Linked DNA regions of Mus musculus: regions 1, 2 and 4 are each linked to region 3. The links are chromatin contacts, called in public HiChIP or PLAC-seq and promoter capture Hi-C maps. All regions are on one chromosome and are shown on one strand. Each heading gives the region's core, a stretch centred on a gene start, on an enhancer-like site or on the middle of the called end of the contact. The rest is flanking DNA. Distances are from core to core; before and after follow the strand shown. Region 1 overlaps Clnk (cytokine-dependent hematopoietic cell linker). Region 2 overlaps Clnk (cytokine-dependent hematopoietic cell linker). Region 3 overlaps Hs3st1 (heparan sulfate (glucosamine) 3-O-sulfotransferase 1). Region 4 holds the start of Zfp518b (zinc finger protein 518B).

Region 1 (3,092 bases), core at 77-2,576, 840 kb before region 3:
GGAACCAGGGAGGACTCTCAACACCCACTGCCTTCTGCCTTTGGCCTCCCCAGGATCTTAGAATGGAATGCTAGGCAGGAGAGTTGAGACCTGAGCCACGGTAGTGTTCTTTCTCTCCCTGGACTCTGGGATGAGGCCTTTTGGTACACAAGTGAACAAAAGATGACAAAAAAACATTGCTCATCTGTCTACCTGTCTGCCTGTCTGCCTGGGCACTGAGCAATCTTTTCAGCACAGGTTAGCACACTTACACTTATCTTCTCAATTTCTCTTTTCCCTCGAATGCATTTTTTTTAAGTTTAGATTTATGGATTGATCATTTAATAGATTTTTTTTGAGACAAGTTCTCTCTATGGTCCAGTTGGCCTTGCTTTGAACTCCCCATCTCCTGTTTCAGCCCCCCAAGTGCTGGGACTACAGATAGGTAACAGCCCAGTCCCCACTTTTCCTTTTGACTTCCAGAAAGCCATAGGTGTTACTACGCAGGTGCTGTGAAGAGCCTAGTGCTATCCAGCACTGCTGTTCTGATGACAGAGAAAGGAAGGGTGGCTGCCCGGGGGCAGGAGGAGGGTGGAGCATTTAAGGGTACAGTGTTTTGGTTTTTACAAGAAAATAGGTCTTAGGGGTAAGGTTTAGTAGCTGCAGCATGTGCATAATTAACAGAGCTGTGTGCACAGCTCGAATGTTTGAGAGCTGATCTCATGTTATGGGTTTTTATGTCATACCAAGTAATAGTTACACACAGAGATGGGAGAACATGTTTGGAGGCAGTAGATACCGGTTTCTGCCATAGGTTTTAAGCCAATGAGATCTCTTCCACTCAGCAGATGTAACTAAAACTTAACCCGCCTAGAGTGGCACAACAAACTACTGCCAGAGTCAGGTTTCCACCCCGAGTTTCATGTTATTCCCAAGCCTAGAGCAGCGACACAGCTTGCAGAAGGGCTGTGCATCTGGAAGCATCCTCCCCATTGCCAAGGCTGTCTGAAAGTGGCTGATCTGCTTCACTCTGGGTGGGGCTCCACAAGATAGTCGGGTATTCATATGTCATGTCCTCGGGGGATTCTGCACCCTAGTGGCTCTCTGTGCGTCAATGCAAGCATGTGAATTAGCAGAGGAAGTCTCAGCAAAACAGGGAAGGGGGCCGTTATTCCAGCTGAGCCTGATGCTATGATCCAGAGAGCTGGAAAAATGGGTTGGGGGTGGGGAGGCTGGCACTGTTGCCGGAGATAGAAGAAGAAGGAGGCTGGGCATTGTGGGTCTGTCTGGATGGAGTGTGGACATCATCCTGACACTAGCAGCTGCCGAGCTCTCTGGAAAGGCTCCCGTGTTAATGCTCTTTGCAGCCTGACAGCCGACGGTGACGAATGAAAGACGCTGCTAGCTGACTTTGTGGGGATTTGATATGCTCTGCCTGGGCTCCAGCGAGGGCAGCATGTTAGCAAGCTGCCCCTTGCCAGGGAATCACAAGATGTATTCTGGCTTCCTTTTGTCAACAGCATCAACAACATAACCATGTGCAAATGGACCACAGCTGGAAAGAGCACAAGACTGGCAGCATCCTCTGCCCTCATTCTCCAGCTATAGACTCCCCTTCACATCTGGGCCTGAAGGAAGCAGGTTTTTCCTTCCTCTGCACTTCCTGCGTGTGTGGCAGGTGTCATCACGGTGGCAGGCAACTTTGAAAACTATAGGATGATCAAGATTTGATCCTCACACGTCTGTGGTTTTCTGATATGAAAGCTTATTACAAATCAATTTTAAATCTGGAATTATTTTTAATTTTTAATTCTTTTAAATAATTGAATGCATTTAATGAGCTTTAATTTTTAAAGAATACTAAAACAAACACTCCCCTCCCCCACTTCTCCTGCAGCCTGGCGCACTGGATGTGAGGATACAGTGTACTCCTATCCATGGGAACACGGGTGTGCTCTCTGGGTCCCGTAGAGATGGGGCTGAGCCATGTCTCCAGGGTTGAACTCCTGGAGTAGAGACTAATAACTCATTGCTCCCTGGAATTTGGTAGCAAACCCTGAGGGAAGTGATTCATGTGATCTTACATCACCAGCCTTTTTTCATCACCCAAGCTTCCAAGCGCTACTGGTTCTAAGTCTACATCTTATTTAACCTCTCTTCGCAAAATTGGAAGGTTACTCTGGAATAAGATTCTGTAGCTTTTGAAAGACAGCTGATGTGGTTAGAAAGTACTAAACTCATTTTAAATATAAAGAGAAGTGAAAGAGAACACAATTTCTGAGTTCAGTCCTCCCCCCCTCCCCTTAATTTGAATGTCTGCATTGGGACGCACACAGACTGTCCTGAGGAACAGTGTCTTTGTCTCCACCCTCGGACTCTCATAGAACACTTGTGCCAGATGGTGAATTAGAGATGTTAGCAACTCCTTCAATTTGCAGGTGGGTGACGAGACGATTGATTCCCTCTGGAGCCAAAGGTGCTCCACACCCAGACTGGTGAACCCTGTTTAGAGGAGGAAGTTCTCACTGGAGAACTACGGGCCTAAGGTTTGGATACACACGGAATAGTCAGAGGGTGGAGAACCTGGAGGACTCAGCGGGCTGGTGTGACTGGAGGTGTACAGTGGAAAGTTTGGCGTGGCAAAGATGTGCAAAACTGTGTCTCAGTAAGGTAATCTAGGAACACACAGAGTGGTTGGAAATGGGCCAGCTGGGATGTCCAATGGTCTTGGGGGATGGGGGAAGAGCATAACGGTGGGTGCAAGTGCCTTTCTTATTTCTCAAGGGACCACAAAAATCTCCTGTATTTCCTGGATGTACACACCACCCTTGTTTGACTGAATTCAACCATACAACTGGAACAGAGCCCATCTTGAATTCTCAGACTAACTATAGTGGTCCCTAAGAGGAGATGGGCACCTCGTCTGGGGCCTAGAGCTTGGTCTGTAAGTACAGGCATATTGGTGAATGAGCAGGACTGAGTAAATGGGTGAGAGGATGCAAGCCATGCTCACATGCTCATGGGTACGAGGCATCCCATGAAGATGTAGGCTTGGAAATGCTTTGCAGCCACGTCCTATCACAACGAGGCTAATAGACTATCCAAACATAGTA
Region 2 (2,743 bases), core at 195-2,694, 920 kb before region 3:
AGCTTTTAAGTTCCATTACAGAATATTTTTATTTTTTTTTACAGAGTCAAAAAATCATCCCTTGAAGACACAGAAAATAATACTTTGAGATAAATGCAGATGGAAGAAGAACTGAATCCATTGAGCCAGGAATGAGACAAGGCCCAGGCCACTGATGCGGGGATATCTGGCTGGGCTTCTTACTCATGAAGTGCCTGGCTGGAGTACTGAGTGAGAAGGAGCCTGGCGAGAGGCAGTGGCTGGGTGAGGTAGCACTGTTTCCTGCGTGCAGCCTTGTCTTTCCCATCTATTAGCAGAATGGGAAAATATGTGTAGTGTTCAATGATGTCTTCCACAGAATCAAACATCTGAAACACAGAAAGAAGAGTGAGTGCCTCTGAGGACATCTGCTGCCTGCAAGTCACGGCTAAGCTGTTGTATGTTGCTCAGGGAAGGTGGACCGGTTTTGTAGTTTTGACATTGTGGAGAGATATATTAGAAGGTGTTATTGGTGGTGTCATTTGAGATAAGACCCTCACCCTGAAGCTCAGCCTGGTCTGGACTCTGTAATCCAGATGAGCCTTGAACTTGCAGCGGTCTTCTCACAGCATTATAGGTGCCAGCCAACATGTCTGGCCGTGTCATTTTGTCTTGAGGATGTATGTAGCAAATGAGTTACTGAAGGATGCGTGACAAGCACAAGGAGGTGACAATGGGAATCAAAGTGCTTGTGGACCACAAATGAGCACAAGTAGCTCTTAAGTTTCCTGTCCCCAGAGTTGGCCCCGTGTCAGACCTCCTAGCTCAAGATCCTCCCTGATCCATCGATGCTTTCCCATCCATGACTTAGATGGGTTGTGAGGTCACCACCAATGAAGGCCATGGGTTCAAACCTTGGCTGTCCTCCCATCTACTAGCTGTGTGACCTGAGGCAAACTTCTTGCACTCAGTTTTTCTGTCTGCCAACAGTGGTGGTGACATTAGGACTTGCCTCTGGGACTCTCTGTGAGCATCAGTGGCCCTCAAGCATAGACAGCATTTGGAAGAAAGTCTTCCCTATGTTCCAGCACACAGCAAGGGTCCGTAAGTGTGAAACCATGGGATGCGCCCTAGACCAACTTCATAAGCCTTACAAAGAAAGGGAGTTTTTGAATTTCACTTCCAGTTTCAAACCATGGATAGGTTTTTCTTCCTCTTTGTTTACATTCAACAAAGCAGCCAGTGCAGAGAACCTTTCTGTGCAGAGCTCATCCACTGAACAGGCTCCCAGACAGCTAACGGAGGTCTCTTCCTGGCGGCAGTGGTCAGGAGCAAGGTGCTTACTCTTCTCATTTCTGTTTTCCTTAGCTTTGTTCCAAAGTAATCAATCTGATATCAATAGCCTCCCTCGCTAGTCTACTCCATGAGTCGTTTCTATGGAACCACAGTATTAGGAAACAAGGCAGGTGCAGTAAACCACACTCCCACCCCAGTCTTAGAGACTCTTGTGCTGTGCCCACAGCTGCAATGCTGCCTGAAAAGCCTGGGAGAAGGCCTGTAATTAAGCTCCTATTTTTATCTTAGATTTCCCCTAGGAGAAGAATGGATGTCAAATGTCCTAATATTAGATTCCAAAGTCTGTTTAAATCTTTCGTGTCTGTCCTATGTGCAAACTATAGACAGCACTTCCTTCCCCCCCCCTTGTTAGAAAAACAGAGTGAGAGATAGCGAGGGAGAGAGGAAGGAAGGGAGGGAGAGAGAGAGACAGAAAAAGAAAAGAATAAGGAAGAAGACAGGGGAGGTGAGAAAGAAACCCACATGTTATTATTAATCTGTCTTTCAGTCTTAGCAGTTCAAGTTGTCAAGTAAACATTTATCATGAGTTTTAGAAACTCACTGCTGCTCAGGTGTCCGCAGAAAGGGGCATTGGATGAGTCTTGTATCCCTGGGTACCCATAAAATGGTTGCTGGTCCAGTTAGTGAATAACAGGGCATCTTGAGCTAAGTGTTGTACATTTAATATATCCATGCTTATGACCTAGAATCTACAGCTATTACCCTATGTGTTGAAAATACCAGTACTGTTTTATTTGGTAAAATGCGCTCTCAAAGGGAGGAGCCTATCCCAGGTTATCATCAGGAGGGGAACGGGTCCACAGCGCAGTCATGCGTCAGTATGAGATTCTAGTCAGGGAGCAGCCAGTGTTTCCCATGAGGCAGAATGACCAATTGAGTGGCCTCCCAGGTTTTTTTTTTTTTTTTTTTTTTTTTTTTTTGTGGGGGACACATGGCTTTGCTTGCCCTTTGTGTTTGGTAGGGATGGCAGACAGGTAGAGAGCCTTCCCTGGATCTGGCTCAGTACAAATAGCCCTTGTGGTATGTGTGGTTCTCACCTTTGCCTGAAGTACATAGCGTCCAGGAAAGGGCTTTTCAGCATCAGTTCAGATGGGATTGGACACTTCCTAAGCACCTGCCTCTGTGTACCTACAATGGTGTTTATATCAAGTCATCTCACACTCAGGTCCCCCGAATTAGGAGCTACTGTCTTCCTGTGCCATTACGAACCCCATGAGATAGATGAAAACAGGACAAAGTGAATATTGTCCCCAGAAGCCCTCATGCATTTCCTGCTGGTGATGCTCTCTGGGCACAGATGGAAGAGCTGGGACTTGGCTTGCATTTCAGCAGAGAATCCTGCATCTGATTCTTTCCATTCTCTTAAGGACTCGAAGATCCTCCGTAAGGCAGAAGGATCAGGCTGCGCTTCGAAGGCACATGAGGACCA
Region 3 (2,965 bases), core at 95-2,594:
GAGCTAAACAAGTCAAAATGGGCCCAAGTTCGCTTCGAAATGATTCACACTCTTGGAATGCCGCGGCTCCTCCAAGCTTTCTGAGTTCCCTGGAGTCCTCCATAATGTGGGAAGGCTCCAAATCCACAAAAGGTTACCTGGATAATGAACATTACCGGATAGGATCTAGGTGAGGGTGGGGCTGGGGAGACATAGCTTGGCAAGGACTGGAAGGTATCCTGCTGCCCCTGCAGAATCAGAGCATCCTATCTCCTGCCATAAGGGAAGGTGGAGGTCAAGCAACATCCCAGCATCCACCCCTTCAGGCACATCCCAGCATCCACCCCTTCAGGCACAAGATTAGAATGCAAGGACCCTGAGGAGGTGTTAGAAGGAAGTGACTCCAGCTTTTTCTCCAGCCCTCCAGGCTGTTCGTCACACACTATCTGAAGTACTGCAGCCGTCCAAGTGGGAGAGGACATGCCAACTTTACAAGGTCTAGTTAAAGAGGAAAATGGTACTCTAAAAGTTTGGGGAGAGGTGTGAAGTTTTGTGCCCATAAGTTCTCAGGGACACCGAGGGGTCCGTGGAAGAGGCCTGGAATCTCAGTGCCCACTACGATTCTCAGTGCGGTGGCCTGAGGAGGGGCTGTCCTTTGTTTCCCTGTTTGTTTTTCGCTGGGGTGGACTTAGCTGGATTTTAAACCCAGGATTAACAGCAATCCTGGTACACAACAAAGCGAGAGAGATCAGTCTGGCCACAGAGGTGGAGTCATTCCAGGAAGATGATAGATAACAAGAAGTTGGAAATAGCGAGACGATTTCCAGCCAAACCTTAGGTTCCTCCCTCAGCTCTGGAATTTAAAACCCGCAGGAAAGCTCTGAAACTCTCAAGAGCACTGACCCTATATATATATATATATATATATATATATTGTAAGGATTAAATAAAATAGTATGTATGGGCTGTTTAGGACACTGTTCATATGGCATGCCTTCAAATCATGGTATCTAATTTTATCCCTAAAAAATGCTTCGTGGTATAAATAGGATCTAGAGGATGATAATTAGTCAAATGCATTTGTTCGTGAGCCAAACTGCTGCAGTGATTCAACCAGACAGAAGCTCAAGGAAGAAAGGACAGTGGCACACAGACAGGATTAGGCTCTCTGTTTGAGGACAGCACAGAACAGGGTCTTGCTAAGACACCGGCCAGCCCCCCACCCCCAACAGAAGTAGAACAGCAGATGCTACTTGCTGCAGCTCCGGAGAAGGGAGGGGGGCAGCGTTCCTTCTCCTTGTGCTTCATGTTGGGCACAGAAGGCAGCAATGACCTAAATAAATCCTTCATTAGACACAGAAACACAGCGGCAGAGGCAGCACACGGCAGAGCCCTGTGACAGGAGAGCGAACAGGGCCTTTCATATTACCACGTAGCTGAGGGGAAATGGAGCCTGCCAGCACATTGGAGGCTGGAGCTGGATGCTGCAGCAAGGGTGCTCCAGCTGTGCCTCAACCTCTGGCAGGCACTTTCTTAGCTGCAGGAAAGTTCGTGGGCAGGGCAGAGGGTCAGCCCTCACGCTGCATGTGGCCAACACTCATGGGTTCTGTATATTTTCCCAGAAATACCAAGATACACGTGGTATGATAGCCACAAAATCCATGTACCAACATCCTTACCTGTCATGGTACCTACTCACTGAAGGAGAAACTGAGACAGACAAAAAGCGAAAGCTCCAAAGTTGTGCACCAAGATGCTACACAGAGTAGGGTAGCATGATGCCTTAAACCAATGCCTGCAAACTCAAACCCCTATGAACACAGATGCCTATTAACACAAGTCCCTTTGGATCTGTGTTGGGCAAGGGAGACTAGAACAGTTTACATGTGCAAGGAAATATGTGTAATGCAAAGCAAATTCTTTGTCTACTTAGACAAAGCTCAGGAAAGGATTTGTCTTATTTCTTAGGCCAGCTTTAAAGGAATGTCTTGACAGTATTTATACTTTGATATCCAATATGATTGTAGTTGAAGGTCAGCATCTTTGAGAAGCAATTTGGTTTAGGTGAGGTCATGAAGTCAGGGTCCTAATCTGAAAGGACAGGCATCCTTCTAAAGGAAAGGCAATGAGGAGAGTTCTTTATGTGTCCAACATGTGTGAAGACAAGGAAGAAGGAAGCTGTACCCAGACCAGGAACCAAACCATATAAAGTACTGAGTCCTCAACACTTAATCTTGAGATCTCAACCTCCAGGAGAGTGAGCAATGAGTTAGCGCCTGTCTCGAGTATCTGCTAGAGCAGTATCACTAGCTCATAGCCCTCAGGGAAGCAGCAGAACTAAGCTCTTTGCTGGTAGCACTTCCACTCCATAAGCACAGGACTGTCTGCTGGATTCAGGCAGATGACATCACACAAGTCAGTTGACTGTTAGGGGCTGTAGCAAGCAAGCTGTGCACATAGTCCGTCTAAAGAGGTAGCTGCTGTCAACTCAGGCAGATGTCCTCCAAGTCCAGGGACTGGAATGATACTCAAGGTTTTCCAGATCCAACTATGAACATTTAAGTGAGAGATATTGGGTTTTATTAATTAGTACATGGCTATTCGTTGCCAGATAAGAACAAGGGAAGAAAAAAATGAGATGGAGAGTAAATCAAACCTGTAAGCTCAGATACCTAAGATATGCACTTTGCCTATAGGTGAGCACTTACACAGTGGCTTCTGTAAGGTTTCTGAACTGGATAGAATTCTAGAGATATGTAAGCAATCCACGCATTGTCTTTAAAGAGTTCCCACTCAAGTAGAAGACACCCATAAAGGAGCTAGTAACAGAATTTCTGAGTGAACATGAAGAGAGCCAGCAACTAAGAGGCTCCAATGGGAGAAAACTGCGAAGAAGCAGGGCGTGCCTAGAGGGAGACCACAGGTCAGGTGATGCCTGGCCACAATCATGGGGGAGACGTAGGGCTTGCTCTGCGTAACCCTCAAC
Region 4 (2,802 bases), core at 300-2,799, 940 kb before region 3:
CTGGCAGTGACAATTATGAACCTGCCCTTTGTTCTGCCTCTTGCACACACACACTGTCCCAGACCCTCTTACTTAATGGCAGATAGACAAGAAAGAAAATATAGCTTTCTTTAAGTGGGCTGAAAATTAATGACTGCCATCCAGAGGAAGCCAGGAGAGAAGGCAAAGCCCCCCTTTAGTCTTCAACAGCCACCAGCATAACAGGGCCGGATACATCAGATGCCCCTGCCAGGGCTAACATAACAGATTCAAGAGAAAAACATATTTTAAATAAATGCACGCCTTCGATAAGGATAATGCCTGCAATTTAAAAGGCTGAATATGGCACTCCAAGCATATTAATATTTCTGGGCTTCCAGAATCCTTGGGAAGGGCATACTCTCCGGTATAGTCCTGGACTGGGCTTAACTTTGTATGTGTGACTTAGCGGGACTGAGACACCTTCCCAAGCTAGCTGGCTACTCTTCTGTAGCAAGTGTTGCAAGCTCAGGGTGCTCGGGGAATTGTCTTCGAAGGTGATTTCAACTCTAAACTTAAGGTGTAATGTTTTAAGAGCTCAAACACAACATTGAGTTTGGGTTGGTAGGCTATTTTTCAATAGGACAACGTGCTTGATGGTTCACTTTTAAAAATTGATAAATATTGTTGGTATTCTATATTTTTTAATAGCAGAAGTAATTTAATGGGGGTAGATCAAATACCCAACAAACAAGAGGAGTTTGGTATTTCCGATCTTTTGGTTTTCCCTTTTCGGGTCATAAACTTTGCATTGGTTCTTTCTCCTTTTCTGCACCCTTTCCTTAGCCTTAATCTGCACCCAATCTCTTAACTCCAGGCAACAGGATCAAACTGAAAGGCTGCGATGGAGCTGTCGTGCAAAAGGTGACATCAAGACTCATCCCACCCAGAATCAGGTCTTCTGTGGACAGGCCCACCCCGACACCCGCTCCAAAGACAATGCCAGCGTGGTCCTCAAGTTTATTGTTGGCGCGCTCGCAGGGATGCACGCTCTGCCCGGCGAGGCCAGGGCGCCTTGTGGCGCTGAGCGAGGTGCGAGTGCGAGAGTCGCACCGTCGCGTCCCCTCAGGGCCGGCCGGTCACAGATGGGGTGTCTTCCAAACGCTGAAAGCCAAAGCCGCGTCAAGCCAGTCTCAGAGGCCGAGAGGCTTTAAAAATGGCCTCCTGACGACACTTCCTGCTCGGGGCCGAGGCATCTTTTAAAAAGCCGGCTCAACCGCCCGGCGCGACAAGTCGCGGGGCTGAGCCGGCGCTGCACAAAGGCCGCAGGGTGGGCCGTGGGTCTCCGACCCGATCCGCCTAGCCCGGAGGCGCGCACGCGGAACCGTGGAGCCACGCCCGGCCGCGCCCGCCCAGGTCCCTACCGCCCCGCACCACCACTCACCCGGACGCCGCGGCACCGCACGGTCCCAGATCCCAGCGGACGGACAGGCGTCTAGACCGCCGGCTACCGCCCGCAGACCGCCGCCGCCGCGCCCGCTGTAGGTCCCTACCCGGGGGGGCGGAGTCGGGCCGGCGGCGCGCGTGCGCAATGCGGCGCGACTGCAGCGGAGAGGCGGGCGCCTGAGGTTGCCCCTTCACTGCCCCTGGGCTGTGGGCTCTGAGCTTGGGGGCGATCGCACCCACTGGGTGCAGTGTTTGCATCCCTCCGTCCTGCACACTCTGCAGCTTCCTCTGCAAAGAACTGAGTGCGTTTCTCTTTGGGTTCAATGGACTATCCATGGGCGCCTGGCCCTCCTTGGGTCCTGCGGAGGGTGGATTTGGTGCCTGCCCTCAAGGAGCTTGAAGTTCTACAGTTAAGTAAGTGAAGCGACAACAAATGGGCTCAAGTCTTCAGCCATCACAGCTTCAAGGGGCGCCCTAGTGAAGGAGATGGGCCTGCAGCCCTAGATTTGGATACAGCTAGCAGCTGGCTTAGGCATAGAAGCTTCGACGAAGTCATTTCTAAAGCTAAGGAAGATCATATTTGAAGGCTAAGGCCTCATCTCGTGCACGTTGTGACAGTCAGCAGGGAAAGGATTGATGGAGAGACAGTCAGAAGATGCTATGAGCTCATTTAGTGTGTGGGAGTTTGTGTCTATCTCCTAAGTTTCAATGTCTGCAGGTAAATGGTCCCTTTTCACATTAGGTTCATACCTACAGTCTACTGGATAAAAGACAGTCTTAAATAGTCCCACTCTGAGGGAAGAAGGGAATCATAAGGCTAGTGGGCTCACAATAAGTGAAGAAGGGAATCATAAGGCTAGTGGGCTCACAATAAGTGAAGAAGGGAATCATATGGCTAGTGGGCTCACAACAAGTGACTTTGATGCTGCTTCCCAAAAAACCAAAACTGTCCCTCAGCAAGGTTGCATGGGAGCAGCGTCACTGTGAAGTGCAGATCCTTCATGGGCAATAGGCAGACGATTCCTTCAAAGCTCTGCAAAAGAAGCCAAGACTGGACTCCAGTTCCTTCCTCTGGGTGGGTGGCAAAGATCAGCGCCTAGATGTCAGTTGGATGCTGGAAAGAGATGGCGGGCTTTGGCAAAATCCAACCTGGAGGAGTGGAGTTTGGGAAGAAGAGGTAGTCACAATGCCAGCTGCTGGGCAAGCTCCCAGCCCCTGAAAGAGCAGGTACCAGACATAGAAAGTCTGGGCAGAGATTCTTTGCCTTGCTCTATGAGACAATGCCTTTGACCACACCCTAAGCTATCTTCCTGTTTTAGGGTCTTATTGCTGTGAACAGACACAAGGCAACTCTTTTTTTTTTTCCCCTGAGACAGGGTTTCTCTGTATAGCCCTGGC

Evidence for each region. Promoter capture Hi-C pulls out the DNA fragments that hold promoters and counts their contacts. HiChIP or PLAC-seq counts read pairs in DNA pulled down with a chosen protein or histone mark.
Region 1: an H3K4me3 HiChIP or PLAC-seq map of forebrain shows a contact between it and region 3, with 8 times the contacts expected there. The contact joins two enhancer-like sites. A contact is called at or near these places in 2 of 39 promoter capture datasets (hippocampal neurons and liver), 1 of 15 datasets of contacts at CTCF or cohesin (liver), 121 of 484 Hi-C or Micro-C datasets (the 4T1 cell line, the AML12 cell line, the AtT-20 cell line and 71 more), 16 of 115 datasets of contacts at active chromatin or transcription factors (PVALB interneurons, SST interneurons, astrocytes and 13 more) and 1 of 9 other capture datasets (embryonic stem cells).
Region 2: an H3K27ac HiChIP or PLAC-seq map of VIP interneurons shows a contact between it and region 3, with 6 times the contacts expected there. The contact joins two enhancer-like sites. A contact is called at or near these places in 2 of 39 promoter capture datasets (frontonasal cranial neural crest and neural stem cells) and 5 of 115 datasets of contacts at active chromatin or transcription factors (SST interneurons, VIP interneurons, differentiating embryonic stem cells and 2 more).
Region 4: a contact with region 3 is called in a promoter capture Hi-C map of hippocampal neurons, with 4 times the contacts expected there. The contact joins the promoter of Zfp518b here to the enhancer-like site in region 3. A contact is called at or near these places in 6 of 39 promoter capture datasets (the 3T3-L1 cell line, frontonasal cranial neural crest, hippocampal neurons and 3 more), 2 of 484 Hi-C or Micro-C datasets (embryonic fibroblasts and granulosa cells), 9 of 115 datasets of contacts at active chromatin or transcription factors (SST interneurons, bone marrow-derived macrophages, differentiating embryonic stem cells and 6 more) and 2 of 9 other capture datasets (adipose tissue and embryonic stem cells).

The regions. Positions count from the first base shown.
Region 1 is chr5:38,787,040-38,790,131 of GRCm38.p6, forward strand. The region is part of intron 3 of Clnk (cytokine-dependent hematopoietic cell linker); the gene reads right to left. Among named protein-coding and RNA genes, the nearest start is that of Clnk, 88 kb to the right of the region's middle. Within about 2 kb of position 1,327, at least 27 of the 459 cell types and tissues checked have an H3K27ac peak or open chromatin away from gene starts, as enhancers often do. A contact at or near this core is called in PVALB interneurons, SST interneurons, brain and 4 more, where this site is marked.
Region 2 is chr5:38,706,422-38,709,164 of GRCm38.p6, forward strand. Clnk (cytokine-dependent hematopoietic cell linker) reads right to left here. Exons shown (of 19, transcript NM_013748.3): 19 at 36-347. The coding sequence ends at 180. Among named protein-coding and RNA genes, the nearest start is that of Gm22779, 8.0 kb to the left of the region's middle. Within about 2 kb of position 1,445, at least 18 of the 459 cell types and tissues checked have an H3K27ac peak or open chromatin away from gene starts, as enhancers often do. A contact at or near this core is called in VIP interneurons, where this site is marked.
Region 3 is chr5:39,624,002-39,626,966 of GRCm38.p6, forward strand. All of the region lies in intron 1 of Hs3st1 (heparan sulfate (glucosamine) 3-O-sulfotransferase 1), which reads right to left. Among named protein-coding and RNA genes, the nearest start is that of Hs3st1, 19 kb to the right of the region's middle. Within about 2 kb of position 1,345, at least 56 of the 459 cell types and tissues checked have an H3K27ac peak or open chromatin away from gene starts, as enhancers often do. A contact at or near this core is called in PVALB interneurons, SST interneurons, VIP interneurons and 10 more, where this site is marked.
Region 4 is chr5:38,683,277-38,686,078 of GRCm38.p6, forward strand. It overlaps Zfp518b (zinc finger protein 518B), which reads right to left and starts at 1,550. Exons shown (of 3, transcript NM_001177902.1): 1 at 1,403-1,550.